2 separate regions of the Danio rerio genome follow, and region 2 is linked to region 1. A link is a contact called in public Micro-C data. All regions are on one chromosome and are shown on one strand. The core of a region is the stretch at or near the end of the contact, and the rest is flanking DNA. Distances in the headings are between cores, read along the strand shown.

Region 1 (4,214 bases), core at 1,206-3,705:
AGAATTGCAAAGAGCATAAAAACATACATATTCAGTGTCTTGTACTCAGACACCTCACTAAATGCAGTGATGTCTAAATTTACTGTAGTTTTCAAACGGCTGTGCCAATAGTATTAGTGCTGTCTTTAGAATTTTCAGCACGTGTCACCAAAATCGGACTTTTCTGCATTTTAAAAAATGTAGAGAAAACTGTCATGATGAAACCATGGCAAAGCCATTTGACTATCTTGTTCATAAACAACGGTGTTGGGACTTTTCATCTTGATGACACTGACACTGTCATTGACATGAATACTTGCTTTTGAGGAATGAGCTCTCCATTTTGAGCAAGTGGCACGCTTTTGCAGGTTATCAGCAAGGTTTTGCAGATTATTGTTTTGAGAAATGCATGAACTGTTGTGCAAATGTAAACAGTGTTGTGAGAAATGCACCAAAGCCACTGAGAAAAACTGATAAGAAATGCCCGTCTGAAGTGAACAATAAGCTAATTATTCAGAGATCTAAACTTATTGTTTTGAAAAATAAAAATTTCAATCCAGAATTGAACCAAAGCAATAGAGAAAAACTGTCATTCAATAAGCACAGACATCCAATAAAAATAAATAAATAAATAAAAACAACAGACATAGATAGATAGATAGATAGATAGATAGATAGATAGATAGATAGATAGATAGATAGATAGATAGATAGATAGATAGATAGATAGATAGATAGATAGATAGATAGATAGATAGATAGATTTATTAGAAAAATACACAGACTTTGCTAAAGGGCCTACAGAAGCTGTGACTCTTTTCTTTCAGGACATGTGCTTTACAGAAAGCCAGAGCAGAGCAAATACACATGTGGGATCATAGCCAGTAAACAGAATCAAAATACCCAGATGAACGCGAATCATGTGAATTTGGATACAATTTTACCCCGTGGCACATTCAGGACAATAATAACCCTGCATGTGCATTTGACAATCTCCTGCACAATATCGGGACCAGTCAACCAAGTCAACGCAGCGTCACAATAATATAGAGTGAAAATTACGTATATTTTTACAAAGCTCCAAGCGTTACCTCCGATATTTCCTCAGGTAGACGGTCGGATGGACAGAGGGTCGGATAGACACAGACAGACAGACAGACAGACAGACAGACAGACAGACAGACAGACAGACAGACAGACAGACAGACAGACAGACAGACAGACAGATAGATAGATAGATAGATAGATAGATAGATAGTTCTCTACAGCGATTATTAATGATTTTGCTTGTCTAATAACGCAGATGAGCAAACTAATGAATTTGAATACTGGCTCGTTTGTGAGCGCGAGTAAGTAAGCAGCGCGTAACTCTCTCTCCATTGGCTGCTGTACTAGTGAAGTTTTAAAAGCCAGACAGAGTGGAGCCAAGCATCGTGACGTCACGTGACCGTAGCACAACTTCAAGACGGCTCGGGAAAAACATGGTGACCAAAGGTATCCTTCCGCCATTAAATCTACAGGCCTACATCTAGTATATTCGCTCACAAATAAGGCTTCCTCCTATAATTTAATTATTATTATTAATACAGCCAAAATTACATTATGTGAAAAATAATAGTATTCAAAACATATTTCGTTCGGTTTTAATGATTACCATTACCATAACAATATCCAAAGTTACCAAGCACCTTATTCAATTTAAATAATAAATATAAAAAAATATATAATAATAAACTGACAGATAGATTTGAATAGATTTAGATACACATAAATACACATTATGTAGGCTGTATAAATAAATTATTTTAATCTTAATGTAATGAGTTTTGCTTCTGACAATGACAACAGCAATGGACTGTATATTACCAAATGGATGAATGAATGACCAGAGAGACAAAGATAGGACAAATGAGGATTAATATTTTACACATAATAATAATAATAATGATAATAATAATAATAATAATAATAATAATAATAATAATAATAACAACAACAAATCATTTTATAATAAATATGAATTACACTTTCATATTCATTACAGATATGGGGTGTATAAATTACATATTTTAATAATAAGATAATGTAATGATATCTCTTGCTGAGATTACCAAAACCTTATAAACAAACAAACAAACAACAAACAAACAAATTAAGAATGAATGAATAAATGAATGAACAGATAGATCAAAAAATAACAAATGAGGATTAAAATTAATAATACACAATATACAAATAAAAATAACAACAAAAACAACAATAATAAACTAAACACTGCTATAGTACCAAAAATATAGGTTTTATTTATATCTAACAGTTATTTTCGCCTCTCATCTAATTAGAACAGACATTTACTCTTATTATATACACTAAGATAGTCCATTTATCACACACATCTTTTGATCAAATGCATCTGCAGTCACTCGAGCTGCTAACAGAAGAAGAGTGGTAGGTTGTCAAATGGGCGGATGGATATGCACTAATGCACTTCGCCTCCAGCCTGTTTGACGCCAGGAGGGTGAGAGACGAGGGAAAGAGAGGCAGGAAAAAAGGAAAAAAACTCCTTCATGTCGGTGTCTGTAAAACAGAGCAAAGGTCGACAGAGTCTACAGCATTTCTTGAAAGGTATGTAACCTAATGATAATACATCTAACCGATAAAGACGCTTCAGCGGTCACTTATCAACTTTATTCCAGCAGGGATGGTGGCTTTTCCGCAGGGAGGTGTTGAGAAGTGATTGAAAAAGTTTCCTTGCTGTTTTTTTCTCCTTTTTGTGTGAATGAGGTGAGGAAAACACGTGAACAAAGTGTATTTACATTTTCCTAAAGCAACTTGTAAGATATTTAAAATCAGTTGCAGAGCCTTGTTTGGAAGCTGTATTGGTTATTTGGGTTTAATTAAACCACAAACTGCAAATCTAAACTGCTAACTGGCTATGTAGCACCTGGGCTAGCACAAAGTTTTAACACAATAGAGAAAACCTAAAATGTTTGAAAGTATATGTTTTTGTAATTTAAGAAAGTTACGCTAACGAGTAATGTTATCAAAAGGAAATGCGTTTTTGACTTAAAAAGCAATGTTTTTAACTTAATCATACAAAGTTGAGGCTAATGTAACGTTAGCTTAGCTTCAGTCCTCGTTTATAAGCCAATAAAGTTGTGCGGTTTGATGTTAAATTGTTCATACTTAAGTACTAAACCTCGGGCGGATGAAATGTACAACTCCTGTGTTTTAATAATAATTGGTTTATAGTTAAAGAAAGTGACTGTTCACATTCTTGTGAGGAGAGATGTGCGTGTCGTGGCGTGTCTTACTGGCTGTGTCTCAAACCCTAGTGTGCTGCCCAGTCAGACAGCGTTTATGGATGCAAAAACTTATTGTTATGTTTTGGCTAGAATCTTCTAAAGGTGCATTTGGCGGCCAAAAGATGCTGTCTAGATACGCAACTCACACGGGATTTAAGGGGAGGTCGTTGTGTGTGTTTGATTTAAACCCCTAGATGGATGTCCGAACGGTCCATCTGATGGCTAAAGTTTGTTTTAACCTTTTGTTTGTTAACATATTGTGTTTGTGCCTGTTAGATGAGGTTTTAAACATAGATCCATGTGTGCAGTTTTTGGGAATATTTTAGCATTCTCTTTAGTTTTCCAAGCATTGATCAACCAGTTGTGTTGGACAAAGAGTGGTAAAGAGGAGATGTGTTTTTTGTTTATTCAAGTGGTCCAAGAGTTGTTTATTACAGTTCTTGTGAAGTGTTGTAAATCATTGTAGATTGAGAGCCACAAAAGGACCTGTGCTACCTAGCATTGATGCACTGACATGCTTGCTTTTTAGAAAGCATGTCTGTCCTTTTAGTAGAAACTCGTTTGAAAAGCAGCAGCTTGTTTTTGACCTTGATGCAGGGAGATTTAGATTCGGTCAGCTTGTACCATGTTATCAGAGACTGAGCGCCTTCAAAGAACAGCATTACCTTGTTACTGGCTTTCATTCATCACATAATAAGATTATGATGATTTGTCACAGAGTAATGCCACTTGGTTGCAATAAAACTATGCTTGCAGTTGTTTTTCAGCAGTTTTATAATTTATCTGTGAAATACCACATGCATTCCATCTCATCGTTGACTTTGATGTTGAAAGCATGAATGTGTCACTTTCTTTTAGGCGGGGTAGAAATTAAACAGTCTAGACCATGATTTACAAAATACAAGACACCAACTAAATTGCAATAGTTTG
Region 2 (4,214 bases), core at 553-3,052, 220 kb before region 1:
AGGAGCCGCAATTCGAGTGTTCATTTTGTTTTGCCAGTGCAGGCTTTTTTTTTACTCTTAGAAGTGCCGGTTAAACATGTGCCAGGTTCCCTGCAATATATCCTGATAATGAACAATCCTAAAATTGGTATCATGGACACTTCAAAATTACATTGAATTATTATTTCTGTATAGTATTAGAAAACATTTTAGTTTAAGCAGATTATTGTATCGGTAGTGGTGTCAATAACATGACAATTTAATAGACTATTTATTTGCAAGCAAACATTTTTTACATGAATCTGGCCAATGACATCGACTGAAAATGTTTAGATTATTTACAGACCTATTGTTCATTACCATTGGTTCAACTCGTTTCCTATTCTTTATTCCTAGGTTAAGTAAAATTCTTAACGAATAATAATTAACTAATAACATTCAGTTATATTGTTCAAGACTAACACTGACATTTAAAACAAATGAAATTGTTTAGTAAAGTGTTACCCATGGCACTTTGAAATACTTTTACAGTTTATTTTGCTAGGAAAATCTGTCAACTGTGAACATTTAAGTGCAATACACAAAATGTAGTGTTTATTTGTTATTAAAACTAATTTGTAACTGCTTAAGTCAATATTTTGAGAATGCCATAGATTGTGATAAAAGCTTCAGTAATTATCACAACTAGAAAATCTGATAACACCTTATGCCTATATAAAAGCTCTGAGGACCATTTGCCAAGGGTCTGAAACAAAGGTAATTATACTACAGGGCTTGATTTTGATTGGCTGGTGAAACTTAAGGTGTTCAATTATTTTTAAATAAGCACACTGCTTTCGCAGTTCCAGGCAGGTCTTGACTGCATTAGTTCCACATCACTACGATGAATGGTTACAGTTATTTCACATTTAAAAATCAAAACTAAAGGCTTTGGCTAAGATAATTATGACACTACATAAGTATTACACACGTGAGCTGTCTGAGGACAGAAATCTGAAAAATGTCTCGATTTAAATCATCTGACCTGAACATTTATGTCTAGTAACCATAGTATAAGCACAATAATAGTCTCCAGTTTATTGAACAATTAGAAAATAATAAAACATTATGTACACAACACCTTGTTTGAGCATTATTGTTTTAATAAGTATTAATTATCCCGTACTGATGTTCTATATAATGTATGTTTTATATTTATATTTTTGTAACTGTTGTATGAAAATAAAAACACAAACCGTACTTTGTTAACCTGAGTGACAACAGCATCCACAACTTCTCCTTTGAAGGGACGGAAGACGATGGCTTTGTATTTGACGGGATACAACACAAAACCTCTGCCCGGCTGTATAACCCCTGCTCCAATATTATCGATTGTGGTTACTGCAATAACAAAGCCATACCTGGGAAACAACACACGAGCATTAGAGAGTCAGATCTCATAACGTTCATTCATTTATTGATGAAGTAACGTTAACTTACTTTCCAGTACATGTTCCTTCAACCTCAGTGAACAGTTTCTGTTTGACTGTGTTCAAAAGGTTGGGTCCAAAATATCTTGGATGGAGGAGAATTTCATGCTCCAGAGAGATCTATTGTGACAAACAACGTGTAAACAACAGTGAGCACAGAAAACATTGACGGACATTTATAAGTGCTGCAACTCACTTATCACGTAAAACTAAAACACCCACTGACTTACGTGGTAAAACATCTCTTATTGTATTTTAGCTTCCAAAAGTCTTGAATTAAAACTCTACAGCCACGACTTTCTATGTCAGTGCGTTCAGGCGCCGAATCTCGACAGCGCGAGCACGCGAATGTTTCCGGGTGAAAACGACTGCAAATTAAAAGCCCTAAGATTCCCTAGAAATAAAGTCCCTGCTAGTTTAGTGTGCGTTGATTCTGGATTCAGAATTTTATTTTTATACAAATGTAGACACTTCAACTGTTTTTGTCTATAAGATTCCCTATTAAGGTAAGACACTGCAGATGAAAAATAAATGAATTCATATTTATTAGCAGCTACTTCACCAGATGAGTGATTATTACATTATGATTTTTAATGCTATGTGTGATATTTATTTATTTGCAGACATTTTACCTCGAAAATCAAAACCTTTGAAGTCAGGCCCAAAATGTATATTTCTTTCAAAACATTTTCTTTAAAAATGAGAATATGCAAGTTTTGAGTATGTGCTGCTTAAATGCTAATAGTAGGCTAAATGTTCAAAATATATTGGCTATTGGCGTGGACACAATAAAGCTTTTAAAAACCACACAGTAAATTCAGATATCTTGTTGTTCACATTTGCTTCTGTTTTAACTTTTAAGATTGTCACGTAACAAAAAAAATAAAAATAAAATAAACAGTTAATAACCCAACTTGCATGATTTTTTGCTATGACCCAATGTTGTATACGTTTTTAATGTCCTTAAATTTTAATAGCCATGCAAATAAAACATAATTAAATACATTTTAAAAGAATATAAATATTTGTAACATGCATTTTTTAATAATTTGAGATTTTTCAATCAAGCAAGCAACAAATGAATGAATGAATGAATGAATGAATATCAATAATGCAGAACTTATTTACAATAGAAAACATGTTCTTTTCCAAACTGAATGGTTGCCTATAGACCATTTTGAGGGATGTGAACAAAAACAATGGTCCCAACGTATTTCCTGTTTTACATTTCTATAGCTTCTAAGAATCTAAAAAGAGACACATATTAATAAATAATGTTATGATAGCTGTTTTAATATTAAGTTATGATTGAATTGCTTCTTGATACAGTTATAAAATAGTTTGATAACAAGCAGGAAATGTTCATGGGCCAAAGACATGACCACACTGAAATGGTCTATAACTAGTGAAATGAGATTCGAACGATTTTATTTGTGTTTTTAAAACATTGAACACACAGTGATATCAATTTCGATGTTGTCTTAAGATTATGGTAATTTAATTTGAACCAATAACCAGCAATAACATCATCGTTGTTTCCACTAAATCCGATTTTACTCAGTCAATTGTAAACGCACCACTTTGTTTGCTGACCCGTGTTCAGCGTTTACACACAGCCTGCAAAACAACACACGAACACAAGAGGTCACTATAACTCTAAACTTTTGCATTGTGAGGTCATCATTCCCCAGATATAGGAACTTGAAAGCATTTTCTAGATGAATATACGATTTTTAATTACTGAAGGTTTTTTATGTACACTCTGGCATATATTTTTGTATATTATTGTACATTTCTGTATTTGTTGTTTAAAAAAGCATTTTCTATCGAAGCAGCGAGTGATATTTGCACCAATATCTTACATTAAAGTTTTAGTGCTGTTGAATCCAAGTGACGAATAAAATGTCTATTTCTCAATAATCCAGAGGTATCTTGACAACTAGCAACTATGTAAACCTAAATTATATTATTGTCTATATATACATACATACATAGTCTATATATACATACATACATATATCTTTGTGTGTGTGTGTGTGTGTGTGTGTGTGATCTTCAAACAAATAACTAAATAAATAAACAAATAACTAAATAACTAACTACCTAAATAAATAAATGAACAAATAACCAACTGACTAACTAAGTAAAAAAAAACTAATAACTAAATAATCTAAATAAATAAATAAACAAATAACTAAATAACTAACTAAATAAATAAATGAACAAATCACTAACTAAACAAATAAACAAATAACTAACTGACAAACTTACTAAATTAATAACTAACTAACTAACTAACTAACTAACTAACTAACTAACTAACTAACTAGCTAACTAGCTAAATAAATAAATAAATAAATAAGCAAACAAATAACTAAATACTAAATTAATAACTAACTAACTAACTAACTAACTAACTAACTAGCTAAATAAATAAATAAATAAATAAGCAAACAAATAACTAAATACTAAATTAATAACTAACTAACTAACTAACTAACTAACTAACTAGCTAAATAAATAAATGAATAAATAAATAAGCAAACAAATAACTAAATAACAAACAAATAAATAAACAAAAAACAAACAAATAACTAAATAACTAACTAAATAAATAAACAAATAACTAACTAACTAAATAAATAAATAAATATAAAAACAGTGTAGTTTTGCCAACAAAAATAAATAAAATTCATCATCAAAAAAAAAAAAAAAAATCTAACTAGCCCAATAATATCTATTTAATAAAATACATCATTATAATAT

Evidence for each region. A called contact is a pair of places that touch in the nucleus more often than the background predicts.
Region 2: a Micro-C map of caudal fin shows a contact between it and region 1, with 2.9 times the contacts expected there. The contact joins the promoter of polr2g here to the promoter of smad5 in region 1. A contact is called at or near these places in 3 of 18 Hi-C or Micro-C datasets (caudal fin, hematopoietic stem cells and an unstated tissue).

The regions. Positions count from the first base shown.
Region 1 is chr14:30,772,681-30,776,894 of GRCz12tu, reverse strand. smad5 (SMAD family member 5) reads left to right here and starts at 2,455. Exons shown (of 8, transcript NM_131368.3): 1 at 2,455-2,604; 2 at 2,679-2,763.
Region 2 is chr14:30,989,613-30,993,826 of GRCz12tu, reverse strand. It overlaps polr2g (RNA polymerase II subunit G), which reads right to left and starts at 1,802. Exons shown (of 8, transcript NM_199669.1): 1 at 1,679-1,802; 2 at 1,459-1,568; 3 at 1,220-1,379. The coding sequence starts at 1,690.